2 separate regions of the Ovis aries genome follow, and region 1 is linked to region 2. A link is a contact called in public Hi-C data. All regions are on one chromosome and are shown on one strand. Each heading gives the region's core, a stretch centred on a gene start, on an enhancer-like site or on the middle of the called end of the contact. The rest is flanking DNA. Distances are from core to core; before and after follow the strand shown. Region 1 has its middle 600 kb from the start of INSC. Region 2 holds the start of SOX6 (SRY-box transcription factor 6).

Region 1 (6,140 bases), core at 782-3,281, 1.1 Mb after region 2:
TTGTAATTAGATCAGTGTTTCATCCCAAGTTTCCCAGACACAGTAACACAGGACGTTGTTTTTCAGCCCCTACCCACAAATATTGCCAGGCCTGAGTATACTGCCCAAACCCTTCTCACGGCTTTGTTTTCCCAACTCCTCTTGACAATTCTCCCAGCGTGTACTCCCTATTCCTTTTTTTTTCCTTTCTCTCTCTCTCTCTCTCTCTCTCTTTTTTTTTTTTCTTTTTGCCCAATCACTCTGCTTGTGGGATCTCACTTCCCTGGCCAGGGATTGAACCCAGACCATGGCAGTGAAAACCTGGAATGTTAACCAGCAGAACACCAGGAAACTCCCTCTCTGCTTGCTTCCTTTCTGATCCTCTCTTGCTGCCTGCGAGGTGGGCTCAGCGTTCCTCCGCAGCAGTAGCTCAGAGCAGCCCAGACCTCCTCTCTCCGAAGAGCCTGGAGCAATCGCTCTGTCAGCGAGCCGTCAGAATCTCTGAAGGCAGTGACAAAATTCATTTCCCCAACTGGCCCAATACAAACACTACCCTAAGGATGGGTGGGGTGGGGTGGGGGGGGGGGGGCGGGGAGATCTCTTTTCCCTATAATGAAATACAATTATTAAGGGGGAAAAAAAAAAACAGAAGGGGAAATTGAGATTCATTTCTAACCAACTTGGACATGTGTTAGAGAATATTGTTGAGAACAATTAGAGATGTATGAGTGAGGGGTTTATTTCTCACTTGCTTGTCAGGTCAGAGGACAATCTGTTTATTTTCCTGCTACAATTTTATTCAATAAACTGAAAGGATGGGAGCCGGGAAAGAGGGTATGAACAGGATGTGTGCTATCAATTTGTCAAATAAATAATCGTGCTTGGAAACAACAGATTTTATTAATTAGACAGGATGGTGTATTATTACCATTAAAGTGTTATATTGCATTAATTTTTATATTTTACTCGGATACTAATTACTGTAAAAGATTTCGGGAATGAAGCAAAATAAAATCATGCGGCATTATACATAATGTAAAGATAGCGTGAATTAATTTGTCCGCTGCTCCCCTCCCGCCCACCGTCGGCAGAGGAAGAACAGGCGGGAGCGGCCTCGCCTCCGGGAGAACTCTCTCACCAGCACCCCTGCTCCCGCCCGGTCTAGGGAGGCCGCTGGGAAGACCTGGGGGTTCGAGACCCGCTCAGCCACGCACAGGCTGCAAATCCCTTCTCCGAAGCCTCTGTTTTCTCTTTTGTAAATATAAACAGCCCTGCTCCGCCAGCCTCGCCGGGTGGTTGTAAAGATCTAACGAATTCTCAAGAGCAAAAGTGCTTTAAAATGTCAGAGGTTGTGAGAGGGGCTGAGACCCAGGATTACTTATTAGAGGAGGCGGACAGAGGAGGGGCCAGCTCTGTCAGGGTCCTCGCTGGGAGATGGCGGGCCGGATGCCGGACAGGGGGTTGGTGTGCAGTTAGGGGACGGGGAGCGAACTGGGGCACTCGGAAGGCCACCCAGAGGCCACCGCAGCGACTCCCCTCGCTGGGCACGACCTCAGAGTGGAGTCAGAACCGGCCTGGACCACACTGCGGCTGAGCCATGGGTTTTAAACGCTTCCAGAGACCACCCCGCGTTATACCCAGACGTTCTGGCAAGGGGAACCTGTACCGGGTATGGGTACAGTAGAAGAAAGCACCGACTCATCGGACGGGACTGGGTTTTAATCCTCACAGCCCACGACGCCTCTGTGGCTACAGCAATCCCTTAACCTCTCTGAACAGCAGTTTCTTCAGTTGAAAAAAAAAGTTATTTGCGGAGGAAATAAATTCCCACGCCGGGCACACATTCTGGCTGGGGAGGCAGTGGGCAGGGCTTCACGAGGGTGCAGGGTCCCCAAGGGCCCCCCGTGAGAGCACAGTCGCATTGGCAGCGGGAGCCCCAGGGAGCCCGCCATGTCCGGCTCCAGGCGCTGCCTCTCAGGTCCTCCCTGACCTCGGCCGAGGCTGGAGCCGCGCGGGTCCCGGGACTGCCCGCTCGCCCCACCCCGGGGGCGTTTCTAGCCGGCGCGGCCGAAGCCCAGCCACGTTTTTCTCCCGGCTGGGTCTCCAGAGCCCCGGCCCGGAGAGGACCGAGATTTCTCACGACCCACTGCCACCTACTGTCCGCATCTGGGAACTGCAGGGCCGGGCGCTGCAGGATTTTGAAGCCGCCCTGGCGAGGGGCTGACCCCCAGGCCGGCTCACGACTGGGGCCGGCACAGGAACAGCGCTCAGGTCCCTCTGCCTGGAGCCTCCCTTTCACGCTCTGTTCTTTTTGAGTGTCGTTTCGCAGTTGTGTGGGAGTAACTTAGCCAGGCCGGTTCTCCGGCTTGCACTGTTATAGGGGTGACTGAGGCCCCCTCTCCCCCCAAAAACAGGAGTATTAGGAAAAGCCACTCCCTCAACATCTGTCCACAGCTCCGTTTAAAGATCTGAAAATCCTGCCTCTGGGTTTGAAGGGCTATTTCTGGTCACTCACCTGAAGCAGTCGCAGGTCTTCCAGAGACTAGTTGTTGTCCCTGTTTCTAGCTTCCAAAGGGCTAGAATTTCACCTGTCCTGGAAGTCTGACCGATTCTGAATCAAGCTTGCCCTCTGCCTTCTTTCTCCATACCGTCAGGATCTCTCAAGTCACCCTCCCTGAGAACATGCTTCCTCACCCCTAGTGCGGTCTTACTGGCTGTGTCTTCTTAGACAAGTCATTGTACTTTTGTGATTTTCTTTTTAATCTGTAGAAGTAGAAATGATAATGATATGCAGGAAGCCCATCAAAGAAGGCTGCTGATGAAAGCAGCCTGCCACCTGGGGACACGTGCACATATTTTTGTTGGCATTCAAAAGACTGCTCATTGCTATGGTCTAAATGTGTGTGTCCCCCAAATTCACATGTTGAAATCATTGCTATGGTCTAAATTGTGTGTCCCCCAAATTCACATATTGAAATCATTGCTATGGTCTGAATGTCTGTGTCTCCCAAGTTCACATGATGAAATCCTAACCCACAAAGGGATGGTATTAAGAGGTGGGACCTTTGGGAGCTGAGGTCATGAGGACAGAGCCTCATGAATGGGATTAATACCCTTATAACAGAGGCCCGAGAAAGCTCCCTTGCAGCTTTCCCCATGGGAGGTTACAGTGAGAAGACATGGTTTCCCCATGTCATCAATAAGGAGTTGGCTCCTGAATCTGCCAACACTAGGCTCTTGGACTTCCTACACTCCAGAAATGTGAGAACTAAATATTCATTGTTTATAAGCTACTTCAGTTTATGACATTTTGTTAAAGCAGCCTGAATAGACTAAGATACTCACTGAGCCAAGATAATACAAACCTGTAGGGAGAAGAGGCCTGTAATCTTTTGAATAGCTATTGGTGGGTGGTGGGAGGGAGGGTGGTGAGGGAAAACAGGGAAGGTAGGTTATCTAGTCTTCTAGTGTGTCCCCACCAGCCCAATGCTGTTTTTCTCTCTTACAGAAAATTCTTCTTTTCCTTTGCCTCACAGCACATGTCACCATTTGCAATAATGTGTTTAAATTCTGTGTGTATTTGTTCAGTGTCTGACTCTGCAGACAGCAAGCGCTATGAAAATCAGGATGATATTCATTCTTCAAACCACTGTACCCCAGTGTCTAGTGCTGGGACTGGGATACATGGGATACATGGGATACATTTAATAAATATTTATTGAATGAATGAATGACTATAACCATTTGTTTATTCCAGAGACAATTAAATATCACCTGGGCCCTTTCCAGTTCTTCCCAAACATTCCATTCCCTTAGTGTTATCCACAGAGAGCTCATCTCCTAAGCCTTTCTTCCTCTTTGGGTGCTCTCTGTCATCCTCTTCCTAACAACCAGCCTCCCACACAATTTCTTTCGTTTTAAACAGACATCTGCACAAAATAAGCAGAGGAGGGTTGATGGCTATGTTTGACTTGTTTTGGGTTTGCCTTTTGATTTTATAAACTACCTAAGTAGATCTGACTATTATTCCCATCCTCCAGAGGGGGAACCATGTAGCTGAAGAGGTGAATTGACTCGTCATATGTCACAGCTAGAGAGTGGCAGGCACTCAGCTAAGTCTCTGCTCTCCGGCTCTAAGTCACATAACCTTTCCCTGTTCCAGCTGCTCTGTCCACTGACCCATGAGCAGTGCAGGCCTCTCTTCGTGCCCTGGGGCTGATGGTTCATGACAAATCATGTGAGGATGTTTCTCCAGAAAATAACTATGGAGAAAGATGATATGACTCTCAGGAACACTGTCGTGCCTACCTTTGGCCTCTACTTCCCTTCCAGTGGCCATCAGGGCAATTGAAGGATATGTCAACAAAAACACTTCGTGGGCCCCAGCAAGGTCTCTGGAGCCAAACCTGCTTGGTTTATGTGTTGGCCTTGCCACCTTCAAGCTATCTGTCTTTGAGCAATTTATTTAAGGTCTCTGTGCCACAAAGTGCCTCAGCTGTAAAATGGGGATAATGAAAGTGACCCCTCATAGGGTTTCTGTTTAGTTTAAATAAATACATGTAACATGCTTAGAAGAGTGTACTCAGTTAATATTTTCTCTTTATTTCCTTCCTCTCTGTCCCTTTCCTTTCCCCACTTGCTTTCTTTCTACTTTTGCTGCTCCTTTTTTTAAATGTTCCTTTCTTTTTCTTTTTTCTTTCTTGCTCCTCAACTTTTATTTATCCCTAAATTCCTGTCTCTTCTCTGAATCTAACTTACTTCACTACATGCCTGAATAAATATTTGTTAAGCCAATAAGTAATGAATTTTAAGAAAGAGAGAGAAGGAGAAAGTTGGTACAGGGAGAAGGTTTCAAAAAAGTGAAGGTAGAGTAATAGAAGACAACTTGTTTTTCTTAATGTTTGTTTGTGTCTTAATGTAAGAACCATATCATGAGAGCCAAGAACCCTTACATGGAGCCTATCACTCTCATGCTGTGTTACCTTGAGTAAGTCAAGAAGCCTCTCTGGGCCTGCATGACAGCATCTATAAGACTGCAGAACTGAACCTCATCAACACTTCATTACCTAATCTTTTCTGTCTCTAACTCTGTGAGCCTACAGTCCCATCAGGAGTAGGGTGATATTGACTCTCCCTAGCATTTGCATAAGGTGAGGTTGGGGTGGGGAGAAGCCACACATTTCCTGGTGGAACCTGTTCTGCCGATCAGAAATTTTACAGTTGAGAGGTGCTTTGATCTCAGAATTGTGCTCAGTTGTTCTATCTCTAGCTCTGCCCCTTAATAACAATGGGACTTTGAACAAGATGCTCAGCATCTCTAGGTCTCCCTTTCTCATCTACACAATGGAGTCAGATGTTATTTGATGAAATAACAAATGTAAAATGCTTAGCACAGTGATTGACAGAGTTAAGGGCTCATTAAATTGCTATTGGGGTATGTTGTTAAAGTGTGTATGGTATCAAAACCCTTGACAGAACCCTTAAGGCCAAGTGATAAAGAGTTTCCCATTAGCTGGTATTGTGACCTTTTTTTCCACTGAGCATTCATTGAAAACCTACTCTGTGTTAGAACTTGAACCAGGTTCATGGTAGAAATATGAGTGGACCATGAGCTCTGACTCCAAGTTCAAAAGATTACATGCACTTTTTCAGATCCTAATATGTTCCTGGTATTTTACTATATTATCCCCCTTAATATGGGCTTCCCTGGTGGCTCAGAGGGTAAAGCATCTGCACACAATGCAGGAGACCCATGTTCGATGCCTGGGTCGAGAAGATCCCCTGGAGAAGGAAACGGCAACCCACTCCAGTATTCTTGCCTGAAGAACTCCATGGACAGAGGGGCCTGGCAGCTACAGTCCATAGAACTGCAAAGAGTCTGCAAGGCACGACTGAGACTGAGTGACTAACATACACACACACACACACACACACACACAAGTGAAATAGAAGAAGCTGCAAGGATGGAGCCTGAAGGGAGTGGGGAGTGATGAGGAGTTCATCACTAGACCACACCAGCTTTCACCCCGCTTTAAACCACAATCAGCCAATATTCATGGAGTTCCCAATGTGGGAACAGTACTGAGACTTTCACCATCTCTCCAGGGTAGGAAAAAATATGTGTGCCTCCCAGAATTGTCTCTCAGCCCTTTCTCCTGTCT
Region 2 (6,539 bases), core at 2,093-4,592:
CAGAACAGTGACAACTTCTCCTATGTTATTAGGATTTGATTTAAAGATCATGGAATTGGTGCCTGACTGCACATGTGCCATGTGTTCCAGTTTTGTAGTCATTGGCCTTTCATTCTATTTTTCTTTGTGAGGTTTATATCCAGGCTTAGTTTCTGCCAGTTACAGTAGACTTCATGTATATATCCCTTCCATTTAAGAGATGAACTGTCAGGATTATGTATGGTAAAACCAAGGCAAAGCCCCCTGAGATAAAGCTCTGGGCATTTCTTGCATGAGGTTGGCCCACCCCATGTGACTAAGAAATGAGATGATTTGAGGGCTATTACATACTTAAGGTTTTCATAGTGGATCAAAATAGCATTACTTAGCACAGGTGTTTCTATAATTGGGATTCCCTGGGAAAATTCCATGCTGTATTCCATAACACTCAGCTTTCCACACAAGTGAAGGAGCAATCCAATGTTAATTTGCTAGGTTGTGGTACGAAACAGCAGAATTGGGTCTGGCTTGGGGGCCTGTTGCTTCTCTTCTTTGAAAAGACATTTCCTGTTGTCCATCATCAGCATTAGGTCGCTGTGATTCTCTTTATAAAATGTATTTCTGCTGCTACTACTGTTCTTGTTATTCTGACCAAACTACTGAAAGGCCCCAGTCGGTATTAGCAAGGAGTGATTTATAGCCTCATATAGCACAAGATAGTTCCTGAGTGTCCTTTTTCTGGAGACAAATCAAATTATTCTTCTCCTTTTGTAAAGCATTACTATTAAACAATGTCTGTGTACCCAAGTAACAGGGAAATTCCCAGGACAGCTTTAGGGCACATTTCACAGAAGAGATGGGACTTGCAGTGGCCTTGCAGACGTCCCCATGCCTTGGAGGCAGTGTCCAGGCACAACAAAGAACAACCACAAGTTATTTCAGAATTTAGCTAGGGTATTCTTAAGCCTGGTATCCTTATAATGCAAGACGTGAATACAGGAAGAACGGTTTGCGGAAAAAGGGTTTCAATAGAGGTATGGGTGGGAAACTTGGAAATCGCTGATATAATTAACAATCACTATTATTTTACCTAATCCATTGTTAGACAATCAGAAGGACTGTTTTTCTGAGAAATGGGCGGCTATAGCGTTAAGTATCCAGTCGTCGCTGCAGACGGCCAGGTTGCCTGAACACATCCCTCTCCTTCATGTAGTTCTATCCTGGAATCCCCTTGCTAAGTGACCTCGGGTCTAGCTGAGTCGTTGAATCCCTTTGTTTCCGGCCCCGAGGGTAGACAACAAGCGGGAGAGGAGCCCGTGGGAGTACGAAGTCCGAGCTGAGCCGAGGTGGCCGCAAAAGGGAGCTTGGTCCTCAGACAGGACCCGAGCTACTGCTACACCTCTCCGAAGCTGCTTCCAACCCTTTGCTACTGCCCTGGGAGTTAGTGCTTGAAGTTTCAGGGCAGAAGCGCCTGCCTTGCATCTGCAGACTGGTCCCGGGTTTTGCACTTTGCTGGGAGAGTGCTCCTTCGTTCGGTTCCCTGCTATTGGTTTCAGCTAACCTGCAGTTTTAGCCCTTACTCCTCTCAACCCGGGTCTCAGAGGACAGGTCTTGCTTTGCTCAGACCGTCCGCTTGAGAGGTGCCCTCCCTTTGCTTCTCTTTCGAGCGGTCCACGGCATTCGCCAAGACTGAGGGGCCGGTGTCCGCCGGGTTGGTCTCAACAGCCGGGAGCCGGGCGCAGTCTTCGGCTCGACCTCAAGGTGGCGACTTAGGCACGTAAACAAAGCTCGGCCAAGCCAGACGGTTGGCACCCTCGCGGTTCATCCACGTATCATCCTAGTTTTCCCGCTGCTCTCAAGCGGACTGAATTGACTGTTAAAGAGACTTGAGTTTAGATGAAGAGTTCGGCCAGAATGGCAAAACGTGTACGTGTCTATGTGTGTCTGTGGGTGCGTGCCACCGCACGCACAGAGGCGGCGGGGGGTGGTATTGAGTGGAAACTCTCGGCGGAACCCGTTTGGGACGCCGAGATTCTCCCTGCATCACCTGAACTCTCAGGATAGGCGACCCGGCAGGCTAGGTCTTCCGGACCATTGTGCAGCCCGAGATGCCGCGACCAGGGTGCAACAGCAGAGGGACAGAGGGTCTGGTGGCTGTCGCCAGCGGTAAAAGATTTGCTAATCTCGTTTCAATGACGCCCACAATTTATGAGTGGAGAGACCTGGAAAAGAAAGCCTTATGTCGTGCTGTGTCCTTCTCTAGGGTGCATGCTGGCTGACCCGATTGGGAGAGGTCCCTGCCGGTGGGTAAGAGAGACACACAGACAGCAAAAGGATAAACGTGCGAGAGTCACATAATCTTACCTCCGGGATGAAAAGACACGGTTCCTAGAACTGAGATTTCCAAGTCAGTGTGCATCCCAGCTGTTTCTCCCGTAGGCTCTTTCCTGTCTAAAAGCTTTATGAGTAACTTGGATAAGGCTTGAGCTGCACCCCTCCTTTTTTCCTCCCCCCCTTTTTTCTTTCCAGACATTCCCTAAACTCAACCCAGGGCAAATCCAGAAGTCGGTACAGTACAGAGCTTCCATTCAGTCATGGGGGGGGGGGGGTGGAAATCCCTTTTACAGTTTCTCTTAGGCAGATGGAAGAAGTAGATGATTACGGGCTTGGAGGGGTGCATGGGGATGGCATGAGATGTTGGTGGCAGGGAATCGCGATTTTTCTTAGGTTCTGGTGCTGCAGGTAGTGTTCCCAGATTCCAGCTGCTCTCAGTCGAGCTTCGGTGGTGGCCGGTGAGAGTGGAGAGCGATCCTCGATCCTCGTCTAATTAGAGAGGAGAGGAGGAGGGTGGAGTGGCAGAGAAACTGACCCTGGACAGGCTCCACGGACACATTGTCTTGGTTCATGTTTGTGCCCGCTCTGTGCTGCTGCCTTTGGGAGCCTTTTCAGCAGGATAGTACACCCGAGGTGCTTTCTCCCCTTCTTCCCCCCCGCCCCCTTCTAAAAATGTGTTTAAAGATAAGTGAATATCCTTCTAAAACAAGTTAAAATCTTTCTCTGACTTTCCATTTGAGATGTCAAAAGGATTAAATAAATGAAACTTTATTTGACCGGGGCGTTTACCCAGAGACTTAACGACATCTCGGGTCTTTGGCCTTATTCTAATTCCATGGTGGTAATTACCCTTCGTTTCTTTAAGTGCAATAGATTTATTGCCTTAGAGACTATGCACAGTTTGATTGAATTATTCATTTTTTTTCTTTGGTGTAGACTGCATCTGGGGACTCTGATGTGACGTGTAGATTTTTTTTTCAGGAACAAAGGGAATGTGGAAATGAAAGAGAGAGGGAGAGAGAGGCTGGCAGATGTAATGAGACGCGGTGAAGGTGTACGCAGACTGGCACTCCCACTCCTCCCTTCTGCTCTCACTGCAGCCCTGGGTAGCTCGCAGGCTAACACAAACAGCTTTTCTCCCGCAGCCTGCCCTCTGTCACTGTAAGTACATCAGCCTTCTCTTATCAGCATGCAGATTCCAGCCACGCAGTCCCCTAGACTCGGCTTTGCACCTTAGACAGCAGGAGAACATTTAAAAATTAACTTTCCTAAGCCAGGAAAGACATGTCTGTAAAACTTATTTTTGATTTATCTTTATTTTTCTTTGAAAAAAGTTCATGCATTTTTACCACTTTTCCCCACCTCCTTTGTGGCGGTGCTGCTGCTGCTACTGTCGCTACCGCTTGTGGTCTTCCCAATATGATGATGCGCAGATTCAAATGAAATTTAATGTTATTCTCTATCCATTTAAAGTCCAGGGACAATGCCTGGTCCTTTTGCAAAGTGACGTCTTAAAGAACGCAGAGCATTATTCACAGTTTGCTTTTTTGCTTTTGTTGTTGAAACACGAGTTCCGACCTCTGAGGCAGAGTCCCAAGGGCACTGTTATTTGGGAGTTCGGGTTATTTGGTTACACCAAACTTAAATGAAGTGCGATGGGCTGCTGGAGTCGTTGGTGTGTTTGTTATTCCTGTTTAAGGAAATCAATTGCTAAAAGTTTTCTCTGGGCTGTAATTAAAGTTTCCAACTTCTTCCTTTTTGGCTTTTTATACTCTTTCACTTATTCTTCGTTTCAGTAAAAGTTCTCATTCTCCGTGTTTTGGAAGACATTTATATTTGTACTATTTATACAGTACCTATAAAGCCCTTCCTCAAAGAAGTTAGAACCTTAGGATGAAGTCATGTAGATCTGAATTGTCCTCCCGGCTGGTGTAAGGAGACTTTCAAGGCGAGAATACGAGTCTTTAACAGTCGTTTTGATTTTTGCGTGGGTGCTTTAAATATTAACTTCTCGAGCAGAATTCATTGCGCTCCCCTTCCCAAGTTCAGGGGGACCTCTCTCCAGGAACCGAGCGCGCCTTTCATTTGCCGGTTCGCGCCTCTTCTCTGGAGGTGCGAGGCCAAACTTAGCAAAGCCGAGTTGTCTTTGCTGGTTGTCGTGCGCAGGGACACCCGGACAGCTCGGAGGCAGCGATAGCTGCGGGCAGGTAAGTCTGCTCCCACCGCTTGCCCCGCCTTCCCTCCCTGGTTCCCGGTGCTCGGTGCCGGGCTTCTTGCGCAGCGCGGGGCTCCGACCCCCAGGGAAAGTGAGCCCTAGTGTGCCGGGATCTGGCCACGGTGCCTGGGTGTCCTGGGCTCCTTTCGGAACTTCCTGGAGCCCGCAGGCCAGTGCAGACCAGGTGGAGAGTCCAGCACTTCAACCCTCTGCAGCGCTCTTTGCCTTGCCCCCTGCTCTGTACTGCAGCGCCTGTGGCTTGAAAGGAAACTCTTAGGGCTCACTCCCGCCCCCGAGGGCCACGTGTCAACCCATGCACAGCCTGAAGTGCGGCATCAAGACCCCAAACTTTAGTTTCTTTCCTTTAGGGATTAATGTTGCGATTGGCTCGGGATTCCGCCTTATCAATCTACTTTGGTTATCAGTTTATTAGATAAAATCTAAAGAGGATTTCGCCGTTCCTCCTCCGAAGGTCCACCGCGGCCCAGTGTTAGGGCCTTGGACGCCGGAGATCTTGATAATGTCGCCTTTTTTTTGGCCTTCTGCCAACAGCCTGTACCTGGTCGGGGGAGTCTGTCTTATTCCCCAGATTTCCCAATGCTGGGTGATTTAAAGAACTCATACGCTGGTACTTGTAAAGCCAAACTTACCACAACTTTGAGAAACCCAAGTCGGCCCCAGCGTTTCAGTCTGGGATGTTTCACCTCTATCGGTGGCTCTACCCTGAGAATTCAGGCTTTGGGACTTAAAATTATCCCCTCTTCTCTCTGCTTTAACTCTGCAGGCATTTAGGAGGGGTCATTCAATTTGCCCTTTATAAGATTTCCAGAGAATTTTTGCTCCTGTAGTTGAGTTCCAGGGCCAGAGAGAGGCTTTGGAAGGACAGCTGGGCCAGGCCACACTCATTCACAAAAACAAACTAAAACAAAGACAAAATCAAAACCCAGAAGAGATTTGACTCTTGTCTAGTATAGAAACACCAGTCTGGGTTTGCCCGTTGGGCCTCTGAGTCAAGGAGCACTTCTGGGAGTTTTGGGACCAGGTGTGAAGGAGCTGGCAGGAAAGGTGCCAGGCATTCTTTTCACTGGCTTCTAGGCTCTGGCCTCTCCAGGCAGATTTTTCCAGGCATGAAGGTCTCTGTGGGTGAAAGGGACACAAGATTTCTGGTTGGGGACTGTTGTCCTCTCAGCCAACAGTCATCAAGTCATTTTAACTTGCAGTCTTCAAGCTTCCAGTCCTCAAGCATCATCTTTCCCAGCTGGGATAGGAGATGAGCTATTCCTATTAGTGGGGCTATTCCTTCTGTCCCACCAACCCTAGGTGCTCATCCCGACCCTTATTTCTATCCTTTTCCTTCTCTTGTCTGGAGTTTATATTAAACCAAACATGGAGTATACTTTAAGAAGCCAACATATGACTAACAGACATCTCAGCTTGGTACCTCTTCTGCGTTTACTTACTTTCTCCATTTTCTTCAGTTAGTGGAACAAAGATGAGGTTTTCTCCTCTGTATCTTTTATCACTTGATCTGTGAAGGTCTTCCTCAAGTTGGCAACTTTAGATTACATGAACTTTTTTATTTTTCTAGCTCTAATTCCCAACTCCTCTCTCCTGTCCTTATCTTCTTTCACAAATTCCCTGCTTATGTAATGCCTCAAAGTGGCCCTCTCATATCAATTTCTACATAGCAAGGACCTCACTTCCACAAATCTCTGTAGGTTTACACTGATCGTGTCAGAACCCGTCTCTTAGCTTTTAATCTTGATGTAATTTGGACTTTCCACTAACTTTAGTTTCTCAGATCTATTTCTTTGGGCCTGGCTTAAGGCAGGCCAACATCACCTTGTGCACACTGGCTGCTTGTTAGCTCTGTGTCTGCTGTTGTCAAAGCTAGTGTTCTCATCTATTTCTTTTGTTCTGTATCTCTATTACCTGACATCATGATTATTCTCTCCCCTCCCAGTCCCCCAGGTTTTTTTGCACTGAGATAAAATTCCAGGTCTCTGTTCCA

Evidence for each region. Hi-C and Micro-C count contacts between places; a contact is called where the count stands out from the background.
Region 1: a contact with region 2 is called in a Hi-C map of liver, with 11 times the contacts expected there. The contact joins the enhancer-like site here to the promoter of SOX6 in region 2. A contact is called at or near these places in 8 of 16 Hi-C or Micro-C datasets (hypothalamus, liver, mesenteric adipose tissue and 4 more).

The regions. Positions count from the first base shown.
Region 1 is chr15:36,626,075-36,632,214 of ARS-UI_Ramb_v3.0, forward strand. No RefSeq gene overlaps it. Among named protein-coding and RNA genes, the nearest start is that of INSC, 600 kb to the right of the region's middle. Within about 2 kb of position 2,032, at least 41 of the 54 cell types and tissues checked have an H3K27ac peak or open chromatin away from gene starts, as enhancers often do. A contact at or near this core is called in hypothalamus, liver, muscle and 1 more, where this site is marked.
Region 2 is chr15:35,555,260-35,561,798 of ARS-UI_Ramb_v3.0, forward strand. SOX6 (SRY-box transcription factor 6) reads left to right here and starts at 3,343. Exons shown (of 18, transcript XM_060399843.1): 1 at 3,343-3,474. It overlaps LOC132657869 (a long non-coding RNA gene), which reads right to left. Exons shown (of 2, transcript XR_009596624.1): 1 at 5,989-6,539; 2 at 3,611-5,665.